Regions from separate parts of the Mus musculus genome. Here all the other regions are linked to region 1. A link is a contact called in public HiChIP or PLAC-seq data. All regions are on one chromosome and are shown on one strand. The core of a region is the stretch at or near the end of the contact, and the rest is flanking DNA. Distances in the headings are between cores, read along the strand shown. Region 1 has its middle 17 kb from the start of Snx18. Region 2 holds the start of Gpx8 (glutathione peroxidase 8 (putative)). Region 3 overlaps Cdc20b (cell division cycle 20B).

Evidence for each region. HiChIP or PLAC-seq counts read pairs in DNA pulled down with a chosen protein or histone mark.
Region 2: a contact with region 1 is called in an H3K27ac HiChIP or PLAC-seq map of extraembryonic endoderm stem cells, with 5 times the contacts expected there. The contact joins the promoter of Gpx8 here to the enhancer-like site in region 1. A contact is called at or near these places in 4 of 39 promoter capture datasets (the C10 cell line, cranial neural crest, liver and 1 more), 36 of 484 Hi-C or Micro-C datasets (the C3H10T1/2 cell line, CD4 T cells, the HL-1 cell line and 22 more), 9 of 115 datasets of contacts at active chromatin or transcription factors (the NIH/3T3 cell line, bone marrow-derived macrophages, embryonic fibroblasts and 4 more) and 2 of 9 other capture datasets (adipose tissue and embryonic stem cells).
Region 3: an H3K27ac HiChIP or PLAC-seq map of extraembryonic endoderm stem cells shows a contact between it and region 1, with 3 times the contacts expected there. The contact joins two enhancer-like sites. A contact is called at or near these places in 3 of 115 datasets of contacts at active chromatin or transcription factors (astrocytes, embryonic stem cells and extraembryonic endoderm stem cells) and 1 of 9 other capture datasets (embryonic stem cells).

Annotation. Positions count from the first base shown.
Region 1 is chr13:113,633,733-113,638,186 of GRCm38.p6, reverse strand. No RefSeq gene overlaps it. Among named protein-coding and RNA genes, the nearest start is that of Snx18, 17 kb to the right of the region's middle. Within about 2 kb of position 2,021, at least 92 of the 459 cell types and tissues checked have an H3K27ac peak or open chromatin away from gene starts, as enhancers often do. A contact at or near this core is called in Th1 cells, adipose tissue, bone marrow-derived macrophages and 1 more, where this site is marked.
Region 2 is chr13:113,043,950-113,048,403 of GRCm38.p6, reverse strand. Gpx8 (glutathione peroxidase 8 (putative)) reads left to right here and starts at 2,016. Exons shown (of 3, transcript NM_027127.2): 1 at 2,016-2,232; 2 at 2,711-2,972. The coding sequence starts at 2,029. The region is part of intron 2 of Cdc20b (cell division cycle 20B); the gene reads right to left.
Region 3 is chr13:113,082,908-113,087,361 of GRCm38.p6, reverse strand. It overlaps Cdc20b (cell division cycle 20B), which reads right to left. Exons shown (of 12, transcript NM_001281487.1): 10 at 3,947-4,072; 11 at 3,315-3,432. Among named protein-coding and RNA genes, the nearest start is that of Gzma, 16 kb to the left of the region's middle. Within about 2 kb of position 2,416, at least 1 of the 459 cell types and tissues checked has an H3K27ac peak or open chromatin away from gene starts, as enhancers often do. A contact at or near this core is called in extraembryonic endoderm stem cells, where this site is marked.

The DNA.
Region 1 (4,454 bases), core at 772-3,271:
TAGTATATAATTGTAATAAGATATAAAACATTGGTCAAAATGAGTAACTCCTAATCACATTGGATGAGGTATGATGTCATGACTAAGCTATGGTAGTGAAATTGATGAACATTTTTCAACATCTGGTTTTTTTTCTAGTTGTGCAGCCTAATTGCCAAGAATGCTATAAGCACAGCTGTGTGTGTGTGTGTGTGTATGTTTGTGTGAGTGTGTGTATACTCACTCTTTAAAACAACCCTGTATCCTCCATTCTGCAACTGATGCTGTTGAAACACAGAAAGCAGCCATTTGCCCAATGTCACCTGATGTCTGGTAGTGACAACCTTGTACAATCACCTTGCAGACAAGTCTCTGGGCACACTCTTGAGGGAGTTTTTAGATTGGCTTAAACTGAGGTGGGACAATGCACTCTAACTATGGCTAGCACTAGTCCATGGCCTGGGGTCTCAGATTGAAAAACATAAAAATAGGAGACAGCAATCTGAGGAGCAGTGGATGCTGTGTGACCAGCCGCCTCATGGTCCTGTTACCATGTGTTCTCTGCCGTGGTGAACTGCGTCCCCTCACACCGTAGGCCAGAATAAAAACGTTCATCCCTAAAGTGGCATTTGCCATATTTCTGATCACAGCAATAAGAAACATAATTAGCACAATGAGAAAGCCAGTGAGACACAGAGATAGCTGGGCTTGAACCCAGGCAATCAGACCCCCAGAGTCTATTCTAGTCACACCATCCTGTTTTGCAATTTCTCTGTCGGAAGAGGGGGAGGGGCTGGTGGGATCTTTTGTGGAATGAGCCAATGAACAGACAACTGACCACAATGAAGGCTTAGACTGGCTTAGGCTACCAAGGGAAGGTAGGGGACAGGGATGGCTGGAAAAGCTAGGCACGCTAAGCCAGGTACAATGATGGCACAGGCACGTAATCCTAATGGGAGAGTGTTTGGTTTCAGACCTTGGAACAAGGAACTGAGGTGCATATTTTATACATCAAAGCAGGCCTCCAGGGTCTCTCAACCCTCAAAGTTACCTTCCTCTAAAGGCGTTTGCTTTATGATCCAGACATTTTGGGGGCTCTCCCTCTCTCCCTCCCTCTCCCCCTCCCTCTCCCCCCCCCTCCCTCTCCCCCCCTCTCCCCCTCCCTCTCCCCATCCCTCTCTCTGCCTGTCTCTCCCTCTGTCTCTCCGTGTCTCTCTCTCTCTGTCTCTCTCTCCCATCCCTCTCTCCCTCTCTGTGCCCAGGCCCTTTCTCCCCCCATACTCCACCCCATGATGACTTCCCAGGCCTCAGTCCTTGGGGCCAGCGAACTCACCTGAGAGCAGCTTCCGGATAAACTTGTATTTAATATGACCTAATCTGGTTTGAATAGGCTCATTTCGCCATCAAAGAACTAGCCTATTAGGGAGAGGTAAAGGCAGGAAGGATGCTTGTGAGCTTGGAGTCACTTTGAACTACAGTGTGGCTTTATCTCAAAACAAAACTGCCCAAACAAAACCAACCAGGAACTTGGTATAAAGAAAAGGACTGTCAGACTATCATGAGTCTGTGTTCGCCGCTGATTTATTTCAAGGCAGACTTCATTGCCGCCCTGTCTCCCGAGAAACATGAAGGGACACTAGACTGAAACTAGAACTTGACCTTGGCGAGGCCACTCATGGGAAGGGGCGTGGCTAAAAAAGTAGCTATACATTCTTTCGTCCTTTATTTCCAACCAAGACTGGAGCCATGATTCAGAGGTTTCATCGGTATTGGAAAGCTGAAACTACAAGGTATAAAACTCCCTGGATGGGGGGCTGTGGAAGAGGCACAAAAGGAACCGCAGCTGGGGCAGGAATAAGGTCCTCCCGGTGCTGTGGATTTAACAGGTCTGCCCAATTTCAGAGTCCCCAGCCACTTCAAAGGGGACAGAGTGGGAGAACTTGGATACAGCTAGGAAGTTTAACAAGAAACTTTAGAGCACTGTAGAGAAGAAACCAAACGTGGCTTCTGCCCTGACCACACTGTTGTGTGCTGTGAAACAGGAAGTGGCTGCTGAATGTCCTCCTCACGCGCTCGCTCTCCACCTTCCGGGACAGAAGTTTCCCTGGAAACCCGCCGCGATGGTGAAGCAGATGGAGGGAGGCAGGGTGAAGAGCAAAGACCACATGTTATAAAACGGGAACACTTGCTTTTATACATCGAGTGTGCGTAGTTGGTGCCCCCTTCATGGTTCCAATCCTCCCGATCGTTCGATAGGCCCTCTGTGTACAGTACACTTGCCTCTGACTGATTGTGCCTTCAAGGGAGGGCTCCTCCCATGCCTGCCCCGGGTTTCTACGTGCCTCCATCCTGCTTCAGCCTGGAACATTCTATTAATACTTCTAGCAAGACTCGTTGCTCTTTTTGTTTTTAAATCCTAATCTTCCCCTCTCAGATTATCTTGAAAAGAATCAGCAACGCTTGGGTGTGTCGCTTTGTACATTGAACGGCTGTCTGGTCACCCTGAAGGTGATGTGGTAGACACAATAAAGCAACCCCACTGATCTATATCCTTGTATAATCTTGTCCCCTGGGTATTGGTAGAAACTGTGACTTGCTTCTAAACTGTAAAACAATGGCAAACATGATCAGATGTCACCCTGATGACCATATTTTGTTATAAAAGACTGTCTTGACTGGATGGAAAGGGTCCCTTGCTAGCTTTGAAGATACTGTGTTATGGGAATGCCGTAGAGCAAGGAACTTCAAGAGGATAAGGGTCCCAAACCAACAGCCAGCAGGAAAACAGGGACCTTGGTGTCCTAACCTTAAGGGATAAATTCTGACAACACGGAAGGAGTTCAGAAGCAGGTGCTGGCTTCCCTTTTCAGGTTTCTAGAGGAGCACACCACCCAGCTGACCCCCTGTAGCCCTCGGATACCCTGAGGTCAGGATATAGCTGAGCCGTGTTCAGATGCCTCCCATGGTAGGAAACTCTGAGCTCACAGCAAGGCGAGCTTTTGAAAGGGCTAACTCGGCAGGCACGCAGTAGATAGCCGAGAAAGGCAGCAGACAAGAGATACTCTGGAGATGCTTGGTGATAAGAAGAAATCAGAAAAGACAAGAGACTTTTCAGAGCCTCTTTTAAAGACAGGCGTACTTCACAGAATGCCCCACCCAGCCTGTGCTGTGTCAGTCATGTAGAATTTGCCTTGTATAAACACTGCGACTATGGCTTTGAGGAGATATTTGCGCCAGTCAGGTTTTAGCCAGGAAAGCAGAAATCATTATGCCACTTGAATGATGTAATGCACATGCTCTCTTGAGCAGGCGGTGAGAGCAGACAGCAAGCCTGAGATGAGCATGGCAGCCTAGAGGCTAGCAGCAACTCCGGGGTGAGGGTGGGGGGGTCTAAGCAACCTCCGGGCTCCTCCCTAAGTTCCGTATTTTATATGGTGCTTGTGTGTATGCACAGGTTAAGCATTTTGTTTTGTTTGAGACTGGGTCTGGCTCTGTTGCTCAGGCTGGCTTCACACCCAAGATTCTCTTGCTTTAGCCTCCCAGTAGCTGAGATGACAGGTATATTCCACCGTGGTCTGCTTCAGTTAGGGAACGCGTATGCCTTGTCTTATTATTAGTTGCTTATTATTAGTTGTTTCAGCAGATTCGATTACTGGAAGTCTGAGCTTCCCTACGGTAGCTGAGAAATAAAGCCACGGATAAGAGTCAACAAAATGACCAACAAAGAGACCTTCAAGGGATCCAGATCCTGGGACTGTTGCGGGAAGACTGGAAATGGGCAGCATCCTAGGGGTAACCAGAGAGCTCTGTTTCAGCGTGTTACCATAGTTGTTCTATTCCATTCCCATGAGCAATTAGACAGTTCAGAAAAATAGCTGGCTCAGGACAATAGAAACGTCTACTAATGGGACCATAATGCTTTGCTAAGCTCTGGTGCATTTCCATCTGTAAGCAAGGTCTCGGGGAAGTGAAGGGTCATTAAGTCACTAGATTCTTCATCTACCCTGCTTTATCCTGCAATAGCAGATCTCTCTCCACACACTGCTCATCCTTTGTTTCAATCAATGATAATATTTAATTTCAATGTTGAAGCAACCATCTCAGAACTATTCTAGACACTTCCTCATTTCTGTGGGTCATCTTCCATGAACACAAGAAGTACACACATAAAACTTCTGTTTGTTTTCTTTTGATCTTGTTCAGTATAAAGCCACCTTAAAGTAGGCCATTATTGAGGATCAAGAGAAAATTATCTTCATTCCCCTACACTGTGTGCTGACATGGAACTATCATAAATGTAAGACATATCATAAATGTAAAAAGTGAACTGCAAAGCCGGGCGTGGTGGCGCATGCCTTTAATCCCAGCACTCGGGAGGCAGAGGCAGGCGGATTTCTGAGTTTGAGGCCAACCTGGTCTACAAAGTGAGTTCCAGGACAGCCAAGACTATACAGAGAAACCCTGTCTAGAAAAAA
Region 2 (4,454 bases), core at 767-3,266, 590 kb after region 1:
GCCAGAGTGGCTGAGTAACAAAAGAGTAACAAAGGACATGGTGGAAGGCGGGTCCTTTGAACAGGAGGTGGTGGTGGTGGTAGTGGGAAAGGGGGAGGAGGAGGAGGAAGAGGAAGAGGTGGTGGTGATAGTGGTGGTGGTGATGGAAGAGGAGGAGGAGGAAGAGGTGGTGGTGATGGTGGTGGGGGTGGAGGAGGAGGAAGAGGTGGTGGTGATGGTGGTAGTGGAAATGGTAGTGGTTAGTTGGTTGCTTTCTAATTTTTTGTTTTTCTTGTTTTTATTTTTGAGACCGGCTCTCTGTGTGTAACCCTGACTGGAGACAGAACCATGATCCCCCTACCTCAGCTGCCACAGTGCTGGGATTACCAGTACACACTACCATTGAATCCTCTTACCTAACTTCAAGCCTAAACTACCTTTGCTCAACTACACCCAACCCCACACACAACAGAAGCTGGGGACAGGTGCTCAAAAGCACCAGGAGCAAGAGAAAGCCAGCGTCTAGACCTCCTAGAAATGTGCAGTGCCACCAAGTGGATGTCATGTTAGTCCAGAATTTCCTGTGTGGTAAACAGGGCAAATCCTAAGGAGGCTGGGGATATGCAGCCCTCAGCTGCCTCCAGTGTCCACCCCCAGTAACTATGCTCTTCAGAGCAAAGGCCCTGGGTAGTGAGCTATAGCCAAAGAGAAAAGAGATGAAAGATACAGCAGCTAATGAGTGTGTCCGCACAGATGTGGGTTTGCGGATTTCATTTGGGGCTTGTGCTTGAATTCTGCTATTTAAATATTTGAATTCTGCTGCAAGGGTTGTGCTTTAATACAGAGCCCAGGATTTTTTCATCTACAGTTTGGAATCCATGAGTCATTTTCATAGGTCAGAACCATGCTGTCTCAGAAGTGCAATGGTCAGGACTACAGAGTGGGTAAAGAACCATTTCATGAAATTTATCAGTGGGATATATGTGCGTGTGTATGCATGTGGGCATATCTATAGTGTGTATTGTATATATGTGTATGTATATGTATGTGTATGTATATGTATATGAGGGGCTATGTGTGTGAGGGTGCATATGTGGGGGGAATGTGTGTATATATGTGTATGTATGGGGATATGTGTATATGGGTGTATCTGGGTGTGTGCCTATGTATATGTGTGTATACCTGTGTGTATGTGCCTATGTCTGTGCCTGTGTGTTCATATGTATACCTGTGTGTATCTGCATATGTGTGCCTGTGTGTGGATGTCTGTGTGTGTGTATCTGTGTATGTGAGTTGTGTGCCTGTGAATGTGTGCCTCTGTGTGTGTGAGTGTGTGTGTGTGTGTGTGTGTGTGTGCATGTTATGTTGTAAACTATCTCACCAGTGACAAAGACAAAATTGAAGAAGACAATAGCTGCTATGGTTTCTAATAGAGAATGGGTGTTATGCCTTTATGGCTTTCTATTTTTGCTGTCTTCTCCTGGCATCTGGTTGCCTTCACTAGATGACGTCAGAATAAATAGGATGATCTTTTCCAGCCTTCGTTGCTCTATTATAAATATTCTCTATATTCATATAGTACGTCAATAAATACATAAAACCTTTAAGTTCTTTGTGGTCACACGTCATATTAACAGACCACATTAATCTACACTCTAAGCCATTTCTGGGTGTTATTCAGTCCTCCACAGCCAATCTATTGCTCAGTGAACACACGGGATGCTGAGCAGCCCGATGACCACTCATTTCCAAGTTACAAGAGCACCACCTTCTGGTAAAACGTTTTCGTAGAAGGGGGCGTCTTAAGGATCTACTAAAACGATAGAATTCTTCTATCAAAAAAAAAAAAAAAGTTAAAGTGCAGCCACGTTAACAATTTTTTTTTTTTTTTGATTTTCTGACTTCGTTTGATTCTTCTGGGAAGGGTCCTCCTGCTCTTCAGCAGCCGAAGGGTCTGTAACCCCTTCCGGCTCTCCTTAAGCTCGGCGGGTTTCAAGTTTCAGCCCCGCCTTGCATTCCAGCCTGCTGAGACTCCCAGGATCGTCCAAAATGGAGCCTTTCGCTGCCTACCCATTAAAATGTTCCGGGCCCAAAGCAAAGATATTTGCAGTTTTGCTCTCTATGGTTCTGTGCACCGTGATGCTTTTTCTCCTTCAGTTAAAATTCCTGAAGCCGAGAACCAACAGCTTCTACTCCTTTGAAGTAAAGGATGCCAAAGGAAGGACCGTGTCTCTGGAAAAGTTCAAAGGCAAAGTAAGTCTTCCGGCTTTTATTTCTGTTGTTCCTTGGCCCTGACACTTATTCTCAGCATAGAGTGGGGTTCGGCACAGCCATAAGTTGGAATGTAGTCTTCAAAGTAATATCGTTAGTGGTCCTTTTAGTTATCAGAATTCTAAGAGCTTTAAACTTCCACTCCACAAAGCAACTGTTTTTCTCGAAAGCTGTCTTCTCTTTTGTGAGGAAACGATGCTGTATTATCTAGGAGATGCTTTGAGACCCGCTACTAAGAGTGTTCTTTACATAACCTAACTAAAACTTTGTCACAGTCTTCGACCATTCATTTGGGTTATGGTTTTCAATAAAGTTGGATCTGTCTAAAAATATGGAATCTATCAGACTTCGTAGTCTGCCAAAATGGCTTAGGATTTTAGCTGTATGAAGATTTTTTTTTTAATCTTTTGCTTCTCTTTCCGGTGGGTCTTTTTTTTTTCTTTTTTTCTTTTTCCGGGAGGCTTCCCTGGTTGTAAACGTGGCTAGTGACTGCCGCTTCACAGACAAGAGTTACCAGACTCTCAGGGAGCTACACAAGGAGTTCGGGCCCTATCACTTCAACGTCCTGGCTTTTCCGTGCAATCAGTTTGGAGAATCGGAGCCCAAGTCCAGCAAGGAGGTAGAATCTTTTGCGAGACAGAACTACGGAGTCACATTCCCCATCTTCCACAAGATTAAGATTTTAGGGCCGGAAGCAGAACCTGCGTTTAGATTTATTGTTGGTAAATATCTACTCTGCCTCAATGTTGTTCATTCTTCTCATTTCATACATTACATATGAATGATATAGAGAAAGATAAATAGATACTTTTAGGGCTAGAGCTCATATTTCGTTTATTTTACTGGGAAGTTTTCATAAAACTGTCAAGGATCCAGAACCTCGCCCTTTGCCACTTTCTAACTCGATGTTCTGACTTCTGGGATGGTAAAGAATTCTACTTTGATATGTTTTTACTCCTGTGACCATCATGGTGAAGGCCTAATGTGAAGCGTGGCCATGCCTGCTTTCCCAGATACTTCAACTCTCCAGTAATCTAACTGCCCTTTGGGGCAGTCTCCCTGCCTTGTACTAATGCTGCACACTTCAGGGATACCTGATGGCAGCACATCATTAACTGAGTATGTCTTTATGCTTACTTTTATGGTGGCCTCTTTATCTGAGTCATTATCCTCAAGGTTGACCTGTCAGTTTGCCAGGGTTTTGCAGAGATCCAAAGCAAAATAACTTATTTTCAAAACCCAGTCATGTGAGGGTTCCTCTATAATTAAAGTAGCCACGGGAATCTATTTCCACGGCCATCTATTTAAAGCAAGCTAAAGCACTTGTAAGACAATGAACAGGAACCCTGTGGCTTTTATTTCTGGGGTATACAGAAAAGGTAGGACAGGAACTCTTTCTTGAGCAAAGCATCCAAGTAAAATCTAACAAGAACTCTGTCAAACACTATAGCTCTACAGCTCTACAGCTCTTACTGGGAGCGGGGGGGGGGGGGGGGGGGGAAGGGGGGGAGCTTGTGGAACCTAACTCACCTCATATAACCAAAAATGCGACAAACAGTATGTGAGATCTCACTGACCGTAGACAGGAGAGTAAGAACCTAGAGGTAAAGTCTAGATTCCGGAAGAAGGTATCAACTCTGCCTCCACCACTGACCAGCTACAAATCATCAACTTTAGGCCTTCACTTGTCTCCTACACAGAACATTGAGGATAGCAATGCCCACCTCTGGGGGCTGTGAGAACAAGCTGAATGCTGAGCGTGCTTGGCTAGGCACAGAATCGGGACTTAATGATTTTAGTTTTAGTTGATGTATCTTTTTTAAGAGATATTTTTATTTTTATGTATATGAGTGTTTTGCCTGCGTGTATGTCTTTGTACTTGTGTGCCTGGTTTCCAAGGAGGCCAGAAGAGGGTACCCAGTCACCTGAAACTGGAGTCACAGGCAGTTGTGGGCCACCACATGGGTGCTGGGGATCCAACCCAGGTCGTCTGCAAGAGCGGCACTCACTCTTGACCACAGAACTATCTCTCCAACCCCTAGTTAACATCTCTTTTTCTCATATTCATCAATATTAGGGACACAGATCCCGAATTATATAAATGAAAACATTTACATTAAGATTTATCAAAAGACTATTGTTGTTTTTCAGTGGTTATCTCAAGTCCCCTACCATTTTCAGCTATTTCATTCATAGCAATATTT
Region 3 (4,454 bases), core at 1,167-3,666, 550 kb after region 1:
CCTTGAGCCTGTGCAGATTCAATTCAGGCAGCCACAGCTGCTGTGAGCCCATGCACAGGGACCCTGTGTGACAGTTTCTGACCTCTGGCTCTTAAAACCTCCCAGCCCTGCTTCCTCAACGGTCCCTCCTACTCCTGTTGTTTGTTTGTTTATTTGATTTGTTTTTTGTTCTTGTGTCTGAATTGGTAAAATGTTTATACATTCTATTTTCTCTCATTTTATTTTTTTTATTGGATATTTTCTTTAGTTACATTTCAAGTGTTATGCCCTTTCCTGGTCCCCCTCCCACCAGAATCCCACTATCCCATCCCCCTTCCCCCTGCTCCTATAAGGATGTTCCCCCCACCCACCCACCCACCCATTCCCAGCTCCCTGCCTTGGCATTCCCCTACACTGAGGCATCGAGCCTTCATAGGACCAAGGGCCCCTCCTCCCACTGATGCCCAACAAAGCCATCCTCTGCTACGTATGCAGAGGGGGCCATGGGTCCTTCCATGTGTGCTCTTTGGTTGGTGATTTAAAGCTTAAAAATTACCATTCCATTGTGGATGGGAACAAGAATAAGTTGTCTGTCTTCTGTTGTTAGGGGTAGGACCTTTTAAACTAATGTTTCTCCCCAAGGAATTAACAGTATGATTCATAGGGTAAGCCTTGGTAAAGGTGTGGCTCTCATCTAGAACAGCCTTTCTTTCAAATGTTTTGACATACTATCAAAATTAGTGTTATATAGCAACATTATACCTAGCCATTTACACATAATTTATAGTAGGTTATATAGAAAAGAGTATGTCTACAATAAAAGTTTCACAAAATCACATTTATTTTTCCATCTGTCTCATCTCTATAGGGTATTCAATTCTACTATGCTATTTCATGTTTTTGGGTTTTGGTGGTGGTCGGTTGGGTTGGTTGGTTGGTTGGTTGGTTGGTTGGGTTGGTTGGTTGGGTTGGCTGGTTGGTTGGTTGATTGGTTGGGTTGGCTGGTTGGTTGGTTGAGAAGGTTTAATGAAGATTTACAACTTTGTAAGGCATTTAAAAAAATTACAAATGCAGAGATCATAAGAGCCAGAAGGCAGAAGGGCTGTGAAATGCTGACATGTGAGCACAGTTCACCCAAAATAGTCCAGACCCCGTAGCAGCCACGAGAGCTTGCAACAAGCCTGTGCAAGACAGAACCATCAATAGTCAGTCACAGATGAGGCAGATGCTTATGAAGCCCACCCTTCTCTGCTGAACTACTGGCTATCAGTGGATTCTGGGGCAGTCATTGTCTTCAACTGTGCACCCACCAAGAGGCTTACCAGTGTCCAAGGAGTACTTCCAAACCCAACTTCATGTAAACAATCCTGGTTAAACACAGTGAGTCTTAAAACAAAAAGGCATGAATGTGGGGCTGGAGCAGTGGCCCCCTGGTTAAGAGCACTGGCTGCTCTTACAGAGTTTAGTCTCCAGCACCCACAGGGCAGCTCACAACCATCCAGTTCCAGGGGATCTGACATGCTCTTCTGATCTCCAGAGGGCATGTGCATGATGCGTATACATACAGGCAGGCAAAACACTCTTGCACATAAAATAAAAATAGATAAATAAATCATCCGAGGTGGTAGGGAGAACACCTTTAATTCCAGCACTTAAGAGGCAGAATTCCGTGAGTCTCGGGACAGCCATAGGTACACAGAGAAACACTGCCTTGAAAATAAATAAATAAATAAATAAATAAATAAATAGATCTTTACACACACACACACACACACACACATACACACACCATGGATGTGAGAAGGAAATGGAGGGAAGCAGGGATAATAGCAGTAAGAAGGGATTTAGAGATGGTCAGGGCTACCACAATCCAGTACACTTTGCATATGTATACATGTATGAAACTGTTAAAGAATAAACTCAATAAATATTTTTTAAAAGGGTTGTCTGAGTGGCTGAAGATGTGGCTTCATGGTAGAGTGTTTGCCCATAACAGAGACAGGACAGTGTGGAGAAAATGAACAGGAACATATTGGTTCCCTAGTTCCTACAGATCAGAAAGAGTGAGACCACTGAGGAACAGAGAGGTGTCCTGGGGCTGTCTGGAGCTACGCCACAGACAGCAAGTCTGTATGACAGGAAACTGTGTGAGAGAAACCCTCCCCCCAAAAAAGTCATGGTATTAGCGCGACCTAGCTTTATACATACTAGTTTTATATATACTAGATTTCCGTATGTCTCCTCACACAAAAGCATAGGTTTCAAGGGAAACAATGTCACCTATGTATTCTCTACATTCCCATAAACATAAGATAAATAAAAGATGCACAAAAATAAAGGGTGAGCACATAAGTTCCTGGGATCAATCGGCAGGCAGGGCCAAGTGGAGAGCGGGAAACAGGAACTCTATCAGAAGCACAAGCTGTTGATAAGCTCCCTCTGCAGCCTCCTCAGCCAGCATTTTCATCTTATCGCCAGGGCGGGGTAGAAGGAGATACAACAACTCCTTTATCATTCCAGAAGGTTCTGAGGACAGAAGTGGGTTCTCCTTCCTCGCCATGAATCTTTGTGTCAAGAAAGATCCCAATAAGAGTTTGTAGAACTAAATTGAGAGAGAATAGCAGTCTGGCTTCTTAGGGCATGGCTCCATGACAGGACACCAGGGTCTGATTCCCAGCAACAACTACAGAAGGAAGGAAGGAAAGAAAGAAGGGAGGGAGGGAGGGAGGGAGGGAGGATAGAGGGACAGAGGGACAGAGGGACAGAGGGACCGACAGACAGAGGGAGAAGTAGTGTGACATGAAGCCAACTAGAGCTGGATCCTCAGCAGAGCCAGGAAGTCTATCTGATGGGGAAGGGGTGTGGGTTGACAAACAGAATTCTCAGCTCTCCAAAGAAAGGTTTGGTATTAGCCCTAACTAACTAACTAACTAACTAACTATATATATATATATATATATATATTTTTTTTTTTTTTTAACAGAGGATGCCTCCTGCTTCTTGGTGGTTTCATAGCACTGTCTAATATTCCGGCTCTCCTTCACACTGCTAGATTCTCTTCAAAATAATCCATGATGCTAAATCTGGAAAAACTGCCAAAGATTGCTGCTGCCTAAAGCACACACATATCCAAGGAAGAGGAACCTGGACACTTTTAAGAGTTAGACAAGAACGATCAAGTTTAGAAACATTTACCTCTGTGTTCTGAGATGGGGGTGTGTGAGGATTTGTTTTTCTGTTGATGTTAAAAAAACCAAAGAATCAGTCTTTGACCAGAGCTTTCCCACTTGGTGGCAGCAAACTTTGCCACGGGTAGGTATGTAGCATTCACTCACCGAAGAACCCACCGGACCTGAACAGCGTGGGGCAGGTCCACAGTGCCACATCATTCTTGGGTGCACCTTGGCCGGTCGCAATCTCCTTTGTCTTAGGTAGCCAGATGAGGGAACAAATCTATAGTGAGGACCACAAAACACCAAATGCTAGCAACTTCTGATGCATGGCGAATGTGCCTAAACTGACTCTAAACTACATTCTGCTCTGTCGCCCATCCTCCAGCCTCAGTGAGGATTGGGTATTTACAGAAATTATATCCACCCTAAGGGGATTCATCCCAAGGCTTCCAAAGACCAAGGCCCCAGTGCAGTGATCCAGGAAATTTAAATGAGTTGTGAGCGCTGGCCAGGGATAGCCAGATTACATACAAGTTTCAGAGTCAAACTGTGGGGAGAAAGCTGAGAAGGAAGAGATGGAGGGAGATAGGGAGAGAAGGAGGGAGGGAGAGAGGAAGGGAGGGAGGGAGGGAGGGAGGGAGGGAGGGAGGGAGGGAGGGAGAGAAATACAAATGGGATTGACTTTGGACTCACTCATTAAGAGATTGTAGAAAAAACAAATTCTTAAGAATCGGAGTTCCTGTTGGACTCAGAAAGTAAGGAAGGGTGGGATGAAGACGAAGCCAGGTGCTTACCTGTGACTGTGTGCTTGGAGTCTGGATGTTCTTCCCAGTATTTATATCCAAAACATGCAGGCATCCGTCCTTCACGCCTCCTCCCACGGCAAGGACCTCAGATTGCCAGGGACACCACTCCATGGCCTGTAAAGTTCCAAGTAATAACACAGGCAGGGGAGTCCTGGAGAAAGCAAGCTGGAGAAAGATGCGCACAGGTAGCCAAAGCCTAGAGGTTCACGGCTGCAGCACTCTCTTAGGGTGAGGGTCAGTGTACCACCCTCCAGAAAGCATTCCCCAGGGAAGAGAAACCACTGCTGATAGGGGAGGTGCCTAATAGAATATTCCCTACAGTACGCTAACAATTGTCAGTATTTTTAGCATAGAAAAAAAAATACAAAACAGCACAACTGAAAAGCTGTATGCTGCACACCCATGGGCAGAACACCTCGGCAGGACAAGCTCCTGGCTCTTCTGAGGTCTGTGCTGAAGTGCAGCCTCTGCTTATCCACTGTAGTCCTTGACTTCC